Linked DNA regions of Mus musculus: region 2 is linked to region 1. A link is a contact called in public promoter capture Hi-C data. All regions are on one chromosome and are shown on one strand. The core of a region is the stretch at or near the end of the contact, and the rest is flanking DNA. Distances in the headings are between cores, read along the strand shown. Region 1 holds the start of Rev3l (REV3 like, DNA directed polymerase zeta catalytic subunit). Region 2 holds the start of Snx3 (sorting nexin 3).

Region 1 (7,611 bases), core at 3,248-5,747:
CAGTACCACCTACAATCAGCCCTCGCACGTTGATCACTAATTGAGAAAATGCCTTCCAGCTAGATCTCATGAAGGTATTTCCTCAAGGGAGGCTCCTTTCTCTGTGATAACTCCAGCTTGTGTCAGGTTGACATACAAAACCAGGCAGTACACTACCTATTTGTATACTGTCTGAATGATGTTTCCTGAGGACAAGACAAAATCAGAGTCCACGTGACAAGCATGTTGTATATATGACTGAGTTAGTCAAGGTACTGAAAATTCTAAGATGCTATGATTTTCATTTGAATTAAAATTTGCTGCATGTGCATAAAGAAGGTGGTAACATACAAGAAATGCAAGTGAGCAAAGCATCCTATAAGTCCCTTCTTACTCATGTTTCTTTCCTGAGACCAATCACTTACTTGAAAATAACATAAAAGAACAATCTAGTCTTTGTTTCTTTTAGCTCTTCCTTACTCACCAGTAAGCAGAAGGTAGAGAATATTGTTAGACCATATGCATAACAGGAAAGGAAATAAAAACAGTTGAGTTCATTTTGTGCTGAGTTTACACTGTTGTGACATCACAAATACATATGAATGTAGAAGCCATGAAATTCCGATCAGGTACTGTTAAATTTGCATTTTAAACTGCTTTGTGCAATATAAAGATGAATGGTGTAATTCATCATAGGAATTTACATTTTCATTTTTTTTTCTTAAAGTGACAGTAAAAAACAAATTAAATCAAGGATGGCACTGCATGCCTCTAACCCTAGCACTCAGAAAGCTGGAACAGAAGGATCATATATGTTCCAGGCCAGTCTGGGCTACAAATCAGCAAATTTGGAAAACAACATTGTCAATGGAAGGAGAAAGGGGAAAGAGAAGAAGAGGAGGCAGTAACAACATGATAGTTTAGTATAGAAAATGACATTTTGTCTCTGTACCTGAATCACAAGCCTACATTTTCATATTGCTCTGAGGCCCACAAATTAATGCAATTAGACATGACTGGGCTTTTAAAAAATTTTTATTTTATTTCTTTTTTTTAAGTAGTAAGAGATTTATATCACACAAATCTCTCAAAGCCAGAGAGTCAGGTTCAGAAAGTAGTTAGAAACAACTTCCAGGAAAAACAATGCCTAGAAAAACGTACACCTCATATTAGTGTAATTCTTGTGGAAACTCATAAATACATACTATCTAACCAGTCATCATTTGTGACAACAGACAAAAGTTAGCACTCCTCACAGAAGAATCAGACACTCTCATTATGGTGTTTGCCAGAAAAGCTCCTTTCCAAATACAGGTGAATGGTAATGTTGTTTACTTTTAGAAACACACTTTGATTCGGTACATTTGATTGCTGAAAACTAATTAGTACCCTTTTCAACTAATTTATATTTAAGTAAAAAGTCATTCTGGTGGCTTGGGAGTAACTTTAGAAACTTGAATATTAAATATTAGAGTTTAGCTATTTGGCTAAAATTAGAAAATTTATCATCACATGACTAATCTTAGTACCCTAGCTGCAAGGGAGTCTGAAAACCAGTTTTTATTACTATATTTATAATACTATAAAAGCCAGCTTCTAAAGTACAGAAGAGCAAGCTAGAAGGTTATGATGGTTAATCTTCATTGTTAACTTGGTCAGATTTAGAATCACCACAGAAATACAAGGGTATTTCTAGAATGGTTTAACGGATGAGGGAAGACCCACACCGACTGTGAACATCAATATTTTATAATCTTGAATCCCTGCATAAATTAAAAGATGAAACTGAACTGAGCATCTTTCTTTGCTTCCTAAGTGGACAAAAATGAGCAGTTACCTCACATTCTCACGACTATGTCTTCCTCACATTTACAGAGTTTATTCCTTAGAACTTTAAACCAAAATAAATTCTTTTCCTCCTTATGTTTCTTCTTGTCAAGTGTTCTGGACATAGTGAGGAAAGCCAGTGATATAGAATGGGCTGCCTGTTGTTGACTAAGTCACCATATACCTACTCCTTCCCCCTCATATAGATGGTCTCTGCCTACAATTACAGATAATTGTTAAAAGCAAATGTTTTCACCTGATGTTTAAAAGTATTGTCATGGAAGGGTTGAAAGGCTCTGGGTAAATAGGTGAGATGATAAATGTCAGTCAATGAGCTCCAATAACTGACAAATGTTAACTGCTTGTGATATACAGGGCTGGCTGGTAGGGTTGCTAAGCATACAGGTTTCCATTCTCCATCCCCCCAACATGTGATTTAGTAAGTGACAAAATATTAAAATTAACAAAAAAATATCCTAAGTGCTACAGGACATGCAGCAAGACCACCAATCTACAAATTTAGGATATTTTTTGTTAATTTTAATATTTTGTCACTTACTAAATCACATGTTGGGGGGATGGAAAATGGAAACATATTCTTAGCAACCCCACCAGCCAGCCCTGTATATCTCAAGCAGTATAAAATTGAGACTATTATATTATATTTTGATGAAGTCTATGCGTAATTTTTAAATTATATTGTTTCTAACTGATGGACATCATGGAAATCACTGGTGTTGTCCATCTGACATTCTGACTGTATAAAATGTTTATTTGTACCAAAGAACACACGGTAAGTGCATACATACACTGCTGATGAACAAAAGGCTTGTGTGTGGAAGTCATATTTTAAAGTCTCTTCTATAGTCTTCTAATACTTAAGTCAATTTGTAAAAAATTCTCTGTACTATAGCTGTTAGTAGGTTACATCCTAGTCTTGCCACTTCTTATGATGCTCTTGAGGCAAATTTACTGTATTGATTAGTCTCAAATCACCCTAAGCATAAATTCATATTAACATTTGTTAGTATGGAACGCTGCGTTCTGCAATGTGTCCCTTTAAGCCTTTTGATTTTATGTGAAAATCCACAATTGACTGTGAACAAGGAGCTCTCACCCCACTCCAGATACAAGGCAATATAACAAGCAGTAAAATGCACCTGTATAATTTTTTAAGTGGGACAGAATGAACTCTACTTTGGATGGATAATGACTGTCAAGTGTCCTAATTTCAGTGGCAAATTTCAAAGCTGAAAACTGTAGTTTCTGCTTCCTATTACTTTAATCTTTTTGTTGGGGCGGAATTGGGGGGGGGGGCGGCGGCGACGACTCACCTGTGAAAAACGAGGCCTAAAAAAATCAAATTATTTGTCCGAGGTCACGCCCAGTATTAGTGACCAAGCCAGACAAAATCCATAGGTTCTAATTTAACATCCTCACCAGCAGCATCTGTTGCCCCCGCACCCCCCAATCCCTAACTGTGCCACTTCATCTCCTTTCTAGCTCCAAATAAAGTTGGTTTTTATTTTATGTCTTACCCCACCCCCTTTTTCTTCTGTGTCAACCCGTAGTAAAATCTTGCACTAAGAGTGAATGAAAACACGCCGACTTTTAGGAGCCTTTCCCTTTTGCCAACATTTTCTCTGAAAGGCTCTCGGGGCTCTCCGAGCAGCCGCGAGAGGAGTGGAGGGAGGGAGGTGAGTGGAGCAAACAAGTCTTTCCGTGTTCTCGCTCGTGCCGCGTGTGTGTGTGGGGTGTGTGTGTGTAGCCTGCGCGGGGGAACCCACAGTGGTTGTCCTAGTGCGAGAGGGGCAGGCGGTGGGGGAGTGGGGGGGTGGAGAAAACCACGACGGTGGGAAATCCCTGTGCTGTCGGTGTATCTGCCCAGCTTGGGCAAAGCTGGGCAGGGCCGCGCGTGAATAAATCTCCTTAAGTGGCCGGGCGCAGTCACTGCAGCACCGCAGAAGAGGAGGCGGGCGAGGCGGGGCGCGAGGCTCGCCCGGAGCTGGGGGGAGGGGAGGGCGGAGGAGGGAGCGAGCGCCAGGGCGGCCCTTTTATAGGCCGAGGCCCGCGCGCCCCCGCCCCTCGAGCTGGCCCGGGCTCCAGCTCCGCCGCCGCGTTACCTGAGAAGGGCCGGCACGTCCAACGCTCCGCCCGCCCGCTCGCTCGCCCGCCCGGCCCGCCCTCCCTCCTTCCCACCCTCCCGCTCGGCCAGGGCCGCCCGAGGTCTGTGCCGCGCCTCCCTTCTCCCGCTGGCGGCTTCCCTTACCTTGTGAAAACAAAACAAAACAAAAAATATCCTCTCCGCGGCAGCCCCCGCCTCTTCCGTAAGATGTGACATGGCGGTCGGCGAGGGGAACTCGGGAAGCCGCCAAAACCCTGCGCCCCTCTGAGCCTATCCATGCTATCGGCGCTCCCCGGGCCCCGCCGCAGTGACCCGGCCCACAGGCCGAATCATCGATTCCTCGGCGCGCGGCCCGGCTTCCCGCCAGCTTCTTCCCCAGCCGCGCGCTCCGAGCGGGGGAGAACCCCCTCCTCGTCCCCTCCCACCCCGGGCGCGCGCCCGCCCGCCTCCTCCCCCCCCCCCGTCGCCGCTCGCGCGCGCGCACACACACACCCCTCCTCCCCTCCCCCAGTGGTTGCGTCCGTGACATCATCATCATGGCAACAAGAGCTGCAGCCTGGGACCGAGGAGCCCGTGTGATTCCCGGCGGCGGCGGCCGTGGCGGCAGCAGCAGCGGTACCACCCGACCCGACGAACGCGCGAGGGCTTCTCTCCCGCTGCCTCTCGCCCGGAGCGTCTGAGGAGGCGGCGGCAGCACACAGCCTCCGCAGCCTCCGCGCGCCGCCGCCGCTGCCGCTCGTCCCGGCGTCCGTGCGAGGGGCGGGGGGGAAAAGCCGAACCGAGGAGGAAGGGGAGGAGGCGCCTCTGCGGAGCCCGCCGCCGCCGCTGCTGCCAGGTCGCTGAGTGGAGGGGAGGCGGTGGCGGTGGCGGCGGCGGCGAACATGTTTTCTGTGCGGATAGTGACTGCCGACTACTACATGGCCAGCCCGCTGCCGGGGCTGGATACCTGCCAATCCCCGCTCACCCAGCTCCCTGTCAAGAAGGTGCCGGTGGTACGAGTCTTCGGGGCGACCCCGGCAGGTAAGCGGGAGCGGGCGGGAGCGGGAGCGCGGGCGCCGGGTCGTCGGGGCTGCCCTCCCTCCGCGCACTCGCGCGCACGCCGCCGCCGGCGGCCCTCTACAGGGTCGCTGCGGAGTCTGCCCTGTTCTCGGCTTTGCTCGCCTTCTCTCTCGCGCGCGTGACAGGAGGCGCAAAAGAAAAAAAAATGTGGGCTCGCGTGAGCGCTGCGCCCCCCTCCGCGGCAGAGAGGCGGCGGGCGCCCGGTCTCTCCTTTGCGAGCGGCGAGCAGGCTGGAGCCCCTGCCTCGGTGGGTCGGGTGGCTGCGCCTCGTCCCCAAGGACGAGTTCGCGGGTCCTTAGAGGTCGGTCCCCGGCGGAGACCCCGGCCACTCGCTACGTGTCCCTAGTGCCCCGTTCGAGAAAAGGCTTTGAGGGCAGAGGCGAAGTGTCAGGCGTGTTGTCCGTCGCTCCCGGTTGCCTCTGTTCACCCTCGCTCTCCTCTGCCCCTGCCGGAGATGCTGTGGCTGTAGAAAGTGGCGCCCGGGGCCAGATAATTTTTCTCATTGAAGTGACCATGTGGCTCTTCTGTGAGTGCAGGTCGTGACTGCTTAGAGTTTAATGCCTCGACAGGGACAGAGCGGCATCCTCAGGTGCAATGCTTTCAGGAAATGTGCATCCATGGAAATAGGAACTACGTGTTTGTGTCGCCCAACATAAAATACTACACCTAATGGGGGTGGATTCGTTAGGAAACACAGCCAAGCTCAGCAGCATAGGCATTTTAAAATTCCTCTAGGCTGGGTTGCAGGGTTGCATTTTAAAAATAGATTAAAAAAAAAAAAGCCATTTTGAAGAAATGGTGGGGGGGGGAAATGACAAGCTATGTTCTGGAACACTCTTTGGGTTTATAATATAAATAGGTTAGGGGCCAGATATACAAGGTTTTGCGTTTTTATCTTTCAGTTTTGCGTCTTTTTACATGCTTTAAACTGTTAAGATGAAATGGTAAAGCCGTATTCTGGAAGACGATTCTTACCAAGGTATAGCCCTATGGGGTTTCAGACGGCATTTCCCACTTGATGCTCTTTGCCTTCGTCGCCATTCATCTTTATTACTACAGTCAGCTTCTGTGGACTACCAAGACAATACCATTTCCCAAAATACAGACACTCGTTCTAAGCTACTACCTTTTAATGTGAATTCTCTTTGTTAACAATGCCAATGACATAAATAAGGCTGGGTAAAAGACTCCTTTTTCAAGTAGAGTTTGATGCTGTGAACCTTGGAAGATCGAGAACCGGAATGCTGGTAACAGTTGGTAGAAAGTATAGCATTTGAGACGTGGAAGACTGGAAAATCAGAGGCATTATAATGTTCTGGAGGATAGGTTTTCTACCTTTTTAAATGCTGTGCTGCTGTCTTTGTTTTGATTTGGAATCTCAGGGTAATACACTGCCTGTTCTCCTTTCAGCTGCAGAGGATGATAGTGAAGTTGATTTTCAAGTTGTAGAGCAACATGCTAATAGGATATTGTTGTGGTGGTCCAGTTTGTATGGTGGTCGAGTTATAGGTTTTCCTGCTACACTCACTCAATAGGTATACGTGAGTGATTTTAAAACTATTATGTAGGAAAGCTTTTGTTTGTGCGATTGCATGAATTTCACTTGCTATTAGCCGATTCTGTGAAAGAGTATCTTTTACAAATAGACTGGTGTAGACACTTGTGTTTCTGAATGTTGGAATGTGAACTATTTCATAAGAAATATTTATCTCTTCTTCTTGAATATCTTACAATAGGTCGCCAGCCTCCAATTAAAAAGAGAAACCCTCTGTGTTTTTTGTGGTGTACTTGGAAATGTATACTATAAATGAAGAAAAAATAAGTACTTGTGATACAGGCAAAAGCAATCATCACGTTGCTAAGGAGTATCATGTTGCTAAGGAGTATCAGGTTGCTAAGGAGTATAAGGTTGAAGGTATAATTCACAGGTTAAAGCAAAAGTTTCTGTTTCAAGCATGACACATAGATGGATGTAAATGTCAGTTTAGACCTCAGTAATTGGTTCATTAATATATGGTAATAGTGCTTGTGAGATACCTTGGTGCTGAGGTCAGAGGAAAACAATAAAATAATTCCTTACATAGTATAAAACAAATCTTGTTTCCTCAATGTGAGAAAAAAAAATTGAAGTCCTTGGCACACACTTAAAGTCTCCAGTTTTTATAAATCAAGCATTTTTAATGTCATAGACCGCCCCCCAGTAGAGTTAATATTAATCCAGACTCAATGAAAACTACCCTGCAGAATTTTCTGCTTTAAATTCTCTTCCCAAAGAAAACTAGTCCAGGCCATGTAGATTTAAAACTTGGAAATAATGTAATAGAGCGGCCAGAATATTTTATTAAAAATCAGTGTTTGGTGGGTGTGGCGCTGAATGCCTATCATCTGTCCCTGGTGGCCAAGGCAGGTGGATCTCTGAGTTCAAGGCTAGTCCGGCCTACTTAGCTAGTTCTGGAGACCCAGGACTACACAGAGAAACCCTGTCTTGAAAAACCAAACCAACTAACCAAACACAATTTGAATGCTAGAATTTTTTAATGAAAACAAATTTACTATTACAAAATTCAGACATATTACTAATGTGTAAACTATGTTAATGGACATTTGTAACACCTGTAAGT
Region 2 (7,611 bases), core at 1,973-4,472, 2.8 Mb after region 1:
GGGATGCTGGGAGAACTGGAGGCCAGGTCTGCTTTGGTCTGTAAAATGTGCACCTCAGTCCCAGGTCGGGGAGTCCTGAAACCAACCACTTCCCTGACTGGGTTTGGAATCACTAAGGACACAGACTTTACAAGTGTGTGAGAGTGTTTCCCAAGAGGTTAAACTGAAGGAGGAAGCAGCATCACCACCAATGGATTAGGGGCTGTGCCTGAATAAAAACTGAAAAGAAAATGCCAACATTCACTGTTTTCTGCTTCCGGGTCTCCCAGCTGTGAGGAGTCCCGGCTGTGTGCCCCTGCCTGTCTGCCCCTCCACCCCTACAACCTCTGCTATGCCTTCCCACTGTGACAGACTGTGCTCTCTTAAACCCCGAGCCAAGATAAATCCTTTTCTCCTTACATTGTTTCCTGTTGGGCATTTTGTCACAGCAAAAACTCAGAGTAACTAATACAGTTGTTTCCCACATTGTTTAAGACAGACACTCTTCTCTAGAGGTTCTAAGTTCTACAACTTTCCAATTTTCTCTCTCTCTCTCTCTCTCTCTCTCTCTCTTTTGAGACAGGATCTCAATATGAATCTCAAGATGGTCTCCAATGAAGAGTTTCGTGCCTCAGTCTTCTGACTGCTAGGATTATAGGCACATATCTCCAAACCCAGCACCTATTATTTCTAGTCATGGTCTCGGGTGTCCAAGCTGGCTTTGAACTCTTGTTTCTCTTTCTTCCACTGAGTGCTAGGATCACAGCCATTTAATGTGGTGCTGGGATCGACCCCACGGCCCCATTGCACGATAGGCAGCCATTCTCCCAACCACACTGTATTCAGACCCTCTCTTTATTAATTTAACTCTTGAACTCAGTTTTTGAGAAAAAGTTCTCATGCAAATCTCTGAATTTGGTATGTACCCCAGGGTGTCCTTGAAGTCCACATGCTTTCCCACTGAGTTCTGAGATTTGGTTATTTTGGTCATTGTTATGAATCAGATTCATTGTTTTCTCTGTTTGTTTCTTTAAAACTTTTTCTGTTGCCATTATAACTAGGCATTTGTCTAGACAATACAAAATTACTGTTACTTTCACTTAGCCACTGTATTCTCTTTAATTCTAGATTATTCTCTCTCCCCTGTATGTATGTGCACTATGGTGTGTCTATGTGTGTCTATGTGTGTGTAGCAAGCATGGTGTGTGTAGGTGTGTGTCTATGTGTGTGCATGTGTGTATATGTGTGTGTTTATGTATGTGTGTCTGTGTCTATGTATGTGTCTATGTGTGTCTACGTGTGTATGTGTGTATATGTGTGTGTCTATATATGTGTGTCTGTCTATGTCTGTGTGTGTATGTGTGTGTCTATGTCTGTGTGTGTATGTGTGTGTCTATGTCTGTGTGTGTATGTGTGTGTCTATGTCTGTATGTGTGTATGTGTGTGTGAATGTGTGTGTCTATGTATGTATATGTGTGTGTATGTGTCTATGTGTGTATGTGTGTGTGTGTGGGAGGGCACTCAAGCATGTTGTGTGTAAGCCAGCATCCATGTACTCTTTCATTACTCTTAGTTGTTTCTCTGAAGTATCAAGTCTCTCTGAGCCTGGAGCTCCTTGTTTTGTAGTTCTCTACCCCAACTCACCCCACCCCAACCCAGGCTAAGAGTTTTCAAAACCTGAGTGACTCCCCTATCTCCTCACCCCACCCCACCCCACCCCACCTCACCCCCACAGTGTTGTAGTTACTGGTACTGCAAGTCTTGTTGTTGCATGAATTTGGGGGTCCAAACTCAGGTCCTCGTACTTGCACGACAAGCACTGTTAATCAGTAGCCCGTATCTCCAACTCTTTTCAGATCTGTATTCTCCTGTACTCTGGAAATAAACTAACTTTGGAACTTGCTAGCTTTATGGTTGTGCTACACTGCTGTTTTTGTAGGCTGACTTGAAGGGACTCTAAGGTCACGTGACGCTGCCTAGGCCACGTAATGGCTTTGTTCAGGTATTGGGTTGACAACCGGATGCACTAGCTCCTGGTATCCTGGTTCTTGGCACTCCCCTATCTTCCTGTCTCCCTTCAGCTTCCTGAGTCTTTCCCTGGTCCTTTTTTCCATTTTGTATAAAGGCTTCTCTAAGTAGCATTCCAAGTACAATTTGAGATTTACCGCTTAAAAACAAAACACATTTACCAGGATTTGTGGGAAACAAGAGTGGCCGCTTACCCAGACAGGGTTCCCGGCCTTCATCTTGTCTTTCTTATTTTGCTTTCTTATTTCAGGGGCCAGACCAGTCTTTAGGCACTGTTTGACCTTAGTTTGAGCTTATCAGGTTTAAAAAATTCCACTCCCTTATTTACTGCTTCGAATCTATCAGTGTAGAACAGGGTGACCTTGAAACTTCTGAGTCTCAGCCTTCTGAGTGCTGGCATTACATTATGCCGGGATTAATGTCCTTCTTGGGGACTGGACCCAGGACTTTATGAATCCTAGGCAATCAATCTACCAACTGAGTTACATCATCATTTTTTGTTTGTTTTTTGAGGGCTACTGTGTAGCCCTGGCTGTCAACTCACTCTGTAGACCAGTGGCCTAGAACTCAGAAATCCCGCCTGCCTCTGCCTCCACCACGCCTGGCTAAAAAGCCTTTTGTTTTGTTTTGGTTTTGTTTTGTGTTTTTTTCAAGACAGGGTTTCTCTGTATAGCCCTGGCTGTCCTGGAACTCACTTTGTAGACCAGGCTGGCCTCGAACTCAGAAACCCGCCTGCCTCTGCCTCCCAAGTGCTGGGATTAAAGGCCTGCGCCACCACCGCCCGGCTCTCCCTTGGTTTTTAAAGATAAGGTCTCATGTAGCCCAGGCTGGCCTCGAGCTCCTGATTCTCCGCTCTCCATTTGCCAAAGGTCAGGATTACAGATGTGTACTGATTCATTTGAGACGTTTATTAAAGGTTTCTAGAAATGAATTTCCAGGGATCACAGTGATGCACTGGATTGGCTGTCTTACAGCATAGGCAGTTTTGTCTCCTCCCTGCCGTCCCAACGACTGCCTTCACTGCGCCAGAACAGCTAAAATCGTTTCCGGAGTCCCTCCCCGCAGAGAAGCTGGGTCAGAAAAGCCGGAAACCCACACCTCCTCCCCAGAGCTCCCCTACTACGCCTGCGCGTCACTCGGCGGCGGCGCGCTCGCCCGAGGCATTGTGGTTATTGTAGTCTCCCCATATCCTTGGCGCCCACAGTCCCGTGACGCCGCCGCGCCTCAGCCCCACCCCGCAGTGTCCCTCGGGGCCGCCGCGGGGCCTGCGAACCGGGCGCGGCGTTCAGGCCAGTCAGCTGTTTCTCCCTGGGCAGAGGGCGGAAGCCCGAGCAGCCTGGGGCGGAGCTTCGCGCGGAACGAACGCCCACCCGTCCTACGTGCTCGTTCGTCTCCGTTCGCTGCGCGCGAGCCGGGAGTCCCCGCGGCGGGCGGCGGTGGCGTTGGCGGAAGGCGGTGGAGAGAAGCCCGCGGCTGCCGCGGCGACAGCGAAATGGCGGAGACGGTAGCGGACACCCGGCGGCTCATCACCAAGCCGCAGAATCTGAATGACGCCTACGGGCCGCCCAGCAACTTCCTCGAGATCGACGTGAGCAACCCGCAGACCGTGGGGGTCGGCCGGGGCCGCTTCACCACCTACGAGATCAGGGTCAAGGTGAGGCGTCCGCCCCTCTCCCGCATCCCTCGCTCCGGGGCCGCCAAGTCCCGCCGGACCCCGGCGCGGGGCCTTGAGGTCTCAGCGGCCGCCCAGGCCAGACGCCCCTGCGAGGCAGCTTGTCTGCGGGCGGAGGCGTGAGCCAGGGTTTCGCTCGCTCTCCGTGGACAGTTTGTATGGGGACCAGCTCGCTGGCTCCGGTAGAAGGTGCTGGAAGACGAGGGCGTGGGTTGAGCTCTGCTAGCCGAGATCTCAGGCAGCTGATCTGGGCTTGACATTTGAGTTGAAGAGGTAGATCTTTCGAGAACACTGTTCTCCGAAAAGAGAGCTAGGTGTGACTGAGGAAGAAAGGGGGAGGGGGGCGTGTGTGCGCAAAGTTGAAGCCCTCTCTCCCTCCCTGTCTCTTTTTTTTTTTTTTCCTGGACGCTTACCAAGACGTAGTGAAGCCAAGCTTAGCTGCTCTTTCCAGGCCTGTCTCAAGCTACAGTAAGAGTATCCTGGGCCGTACACGTCTGTGAGCAGAACTTGATGGCGAGTTCACGGGAGCGCGTCAGATTTTTGTGGTAGGGCTCAACCAAGCGGTTAGCAGCGATGAGAAATGGTTGACCTTAGCATGCTTGGCTGTCCTGCTGAAGGCCTAGGTGTGTGGAATGTCATCTTCCTCAGTGTCCAAAAAAGCAACTGCCCGGGACTAGGGAACCCTACTCATCTAAGTGTCTGGCTTTAGCTTTTTCACTTCAACTGAAAAAAGGAATAGGGTGAAGTAGAAACGTACTCTTAGAATCCCATAACTAATGGGGTTTTGGCAGTAAGTAATTTAGATGATTCGAGGGACACTAAATGAAAGTACTGCTTTTTTTACTCTGTAGAGCAGGATGGAAGGGTTTTTCCACATTTGAAAAAAAAACTTATTAAATTAATTCATTGCTAAAAATTAAATATTAAATAGTAACCATGAGAATTTTGGCCTTAGAGGACTCATGATCATTGTTAACATTAGCCTTTTTTTTTTTTTTTCGAGACAGGGTTTCTCTGTATAGCCCTGGCTGTCCTGGAACTCACTCTGTAGACCAGGCTGGCCTCGAACTCAGAAATCCGCCTGCCTCTGCCTCCCGAGTGCTGGGATTAAAGGCATGCGCCACCACGCCCAGCTTAACATTAGCTTTTATGTGAAGGAATTTCTTATTAAAGTAAGCACTTTTTGTGTGGTAAACAGAATTTGCCATCCTAGTCATTTTTAAGTTGTACGGCCCAGGAGTGCTGTATATATTTAGCTTGTGAAACTTACACACTTTTAAAGAATGGTTGAACTAATCAAACTTTTTTCCCCTATGAGATAGAATCTCATATGTAGGCTCCTGACTGGCCTTGAATTTACTATGTAGACCAGGCTGGCCCCAACTGCTGGAATTAAAAGTTGTGTGTCTCTCTGTCTTTGGATCATCAAACTTTTGAGATATTAAGCTTAAATGGCCTGGTTTTTCAGGCTACTCATTGAACTGTATAGATGTGTAAAACATGAGCCAAATTAGTATCTTGTTTTCTGAAGATTGCAAAATTCAGGCTTCCGTGGACCTAGGGAAATAAATTCTTACCCAAGCCTGTTTTAAAGGGGGATAATTTTCGGTGCTAGGGTGACAGCTCAGTGCTCAAGAACACTTAATTGATTTGGATTTGAGTTCAGTTCCCTGCACCCACATAACGTGGCTCACACACCTCTCACTGCAGGTTCAGGAGTTCCAATGCCCTCTTCTGGTCCCTTTGAGCACCTTCAGACACGTGGCACATAGACATTCATACTTTAAAAAAAAAAAAAACCTAATAAAATTTTTAAAAGGTGATTTTTTTTTTTCTTTTTAGCTTTGGGGATGATTTTTGTCATTAATATATGGCCTGTCACAAAAAAGAACTTCCTCTTTTGCCTTTATTCACCAGCATGTTTTTCCCTGTGTTAGCATGAAACTTGGTATTCCTGTTTCTGAACTTCCATGGCTACTGCTTCCTGTCCCAGTTGAGTTGGATCCGCCCTCACTTCCTCCACATAAGGAGAGTCAGTGCTTATCTTGCTGAGTAGTCGTTAAGGGATCCTAGTAGATGACTCTTTCCTAAAATACTCGAGCCTTTATTTCCAAAGAGTGAATATGACATTGGGATATAACTATGAACGAACGGCCTGGCTCCGGACGTAGAAAACAGTCCTTTTTAAGAGTGATTAGTGAGTTAGATAATTAAATAAACTGTATACTTACTCTGCTTTATTTTTTCTTGTTTCTTTTTTTTTCTTTTCTTTTTGGTTTTTCGAGACAGGGTTTCTCTGTGTAGCCCTGACTGTCCTTGAACTCACTCTGTAGACCAGGCTGGCCTCGAACTCAGAAATCCACCTGCCTCTGCCTCCCGAGTGCTGGGATTAAAGGTGTGTGCCACCACGCCCGGCTTATTTTTTATTATGAGGCAGTTGGTTGTATGTTAGTGAGTGTTGTATGTTAATTAGAAGTATGGTACCCAACAATAAAACATTGTTTTCTTTTTCTCTTCTTTCTTTTTTTCTTTCTTTCTTTTTCTTTCTTTCTTTTTTCTTTTTTTCTTTTCTTTTTTTTTTTTTTTTTTTTTTGTGTGTGTGTGGCTGGAGAGACAGCCATGGGTGCTGGGAACTAAACTCTTATATTTTTGGTTCTAAGCCTAGACTTTAATGGCTGAGCCATCTCTCCAGCCTCCAACAATAAAACATAATTGAGGTTCTAATGCTTAGAAAATGTTGGAGTTATTCTTAGTATATAATGTATTGACTGAGAGAAAACTCAGGACACCATGTAGTAAGACACTAGGCTTTACTTAAGCAGCATACGATATTTGTGAGTAATGATGATCTTGTATGAAGGTAGGATGGGTTGTAGCTCATGCCTTTAATCCCAGTACTTGAGTGGCAGAGGCAGGCAGGCTGGTCTGTGTAGTTCCAGGATAGGAGGGAAGGTAGAACAAATTTTGTTTATTGCTATTCTAAACTGTTGATACTCTCCCTCATTTCCACTGCTTGCCTTTCGCCATTGTATTTACCATGGAGGAAGCCATTTTATTTTTCAGAGTTTGGGCCTTTAAACTATCTTACAGTTAAACTCTAATTCTAGCCTTGAGAAAATGTTCAGTTTTATAGGGACTGATTGAAATTGCTCCAATTCACAGGGTAATTTCATCTAGATGGTGGCACTTTAGAATACAAGTTTCCCAATCTCCATTTATCTTTTCTCTTTGAGAACAGTGTTTAAGACTATTAGGATCTCTTGATTAGTATCTCTGGGCTTCTGAAAATAATTGGCACAGTGTTACTGTTTTTTTAAATTGTCGTAATGGGTAGGTACAGCAGCGAGCACTGTAAATGATTAAAGGTCTGGGAAAGTGTAGGGTCCAGATTATTCGGCATATTAAAGAGACGGCTGGAAAGGAAACTCAGCCACTGCTCAAATGAAGTTTGTTAATAGTTTGGGGATTTTTTTCAATAATTTAGACTCTACTATTGTACCTGGAGAAAATTGAGATTCCTTCTTGAGGTTTTAGCTAGCCTTGGATTAAAAAATAAATACCATTTCCTAGTAGAATGAGGTACCAAAAATTAAGGTTCTACTTCCCTTTCCATGAAGGAAGCCCTTGGTAGTCACACCTGCCTTCCAGTGACTGACACCCAATACTCACACCAAGTCTGGCCCCTTTTAAATATAAATACCTACTAAATGAAAGGTCAGCAGGCAACTACATTTTTGAGTGTTAACTTGAAGTTGATACTAAAATGGATTGCCTTATTATCAGAAACACACTTGGCATGAACGTCTATCTTCTTTGAGACAAGTCTGATACAAAAAGAAGCCATCTTGTTTTGTACCTAACTAAATAGCTATTTGAAATTGACATTAAAGTTTAAAGCTTAATACCAACATTGATCGTCTTAACAAGTGAGG

Evidence for each region. Promoter capture Hi-C pulls out the DNA fragments that hold promoters and counts their contacts.
Region 2: a promoter capture Hi-C map of pre-B cells shows a contact between it and region 1, with 2.9 times the contacts expected there. The contact joins the promoter of Snx3 here to the promoter of Rev3l in region 1. A contact is called at or near these places in 2 of 39 promoter capture datasets (liver and pre-B cells).

What each region holds. Positions count from the first base shown.
Region 1 is chr10:39,727,663-39,735,273 of GRCm38.p6, forward strand. Rev3l (REV3 like, DNA directed polymerase zeta catalytic subunit) reads left to right here and starts at 4,498. Exons shown (of 32, transcript NM_011264.3): 1 at 4,498-4,951. The coding sequence starts at 4,813. E130307A14Rik (RIKEN cDNA E130307A14 gene) reads right to left here and starts at 4,345. Exons shown (of 3, transcript NR_038037.1): 1 at 4,076-4,345.
Region 2 is chr10:42,498,832-42,506,442 of GRCm38.p6, forward strand. It overlaps Snx3 (sorting nexin 3), which reads left to right and starts at 3,223. Exons shown (of 4, transcript NM_017472.4): 1 at 3,223-3,661. The coding sequence starts at 3,500.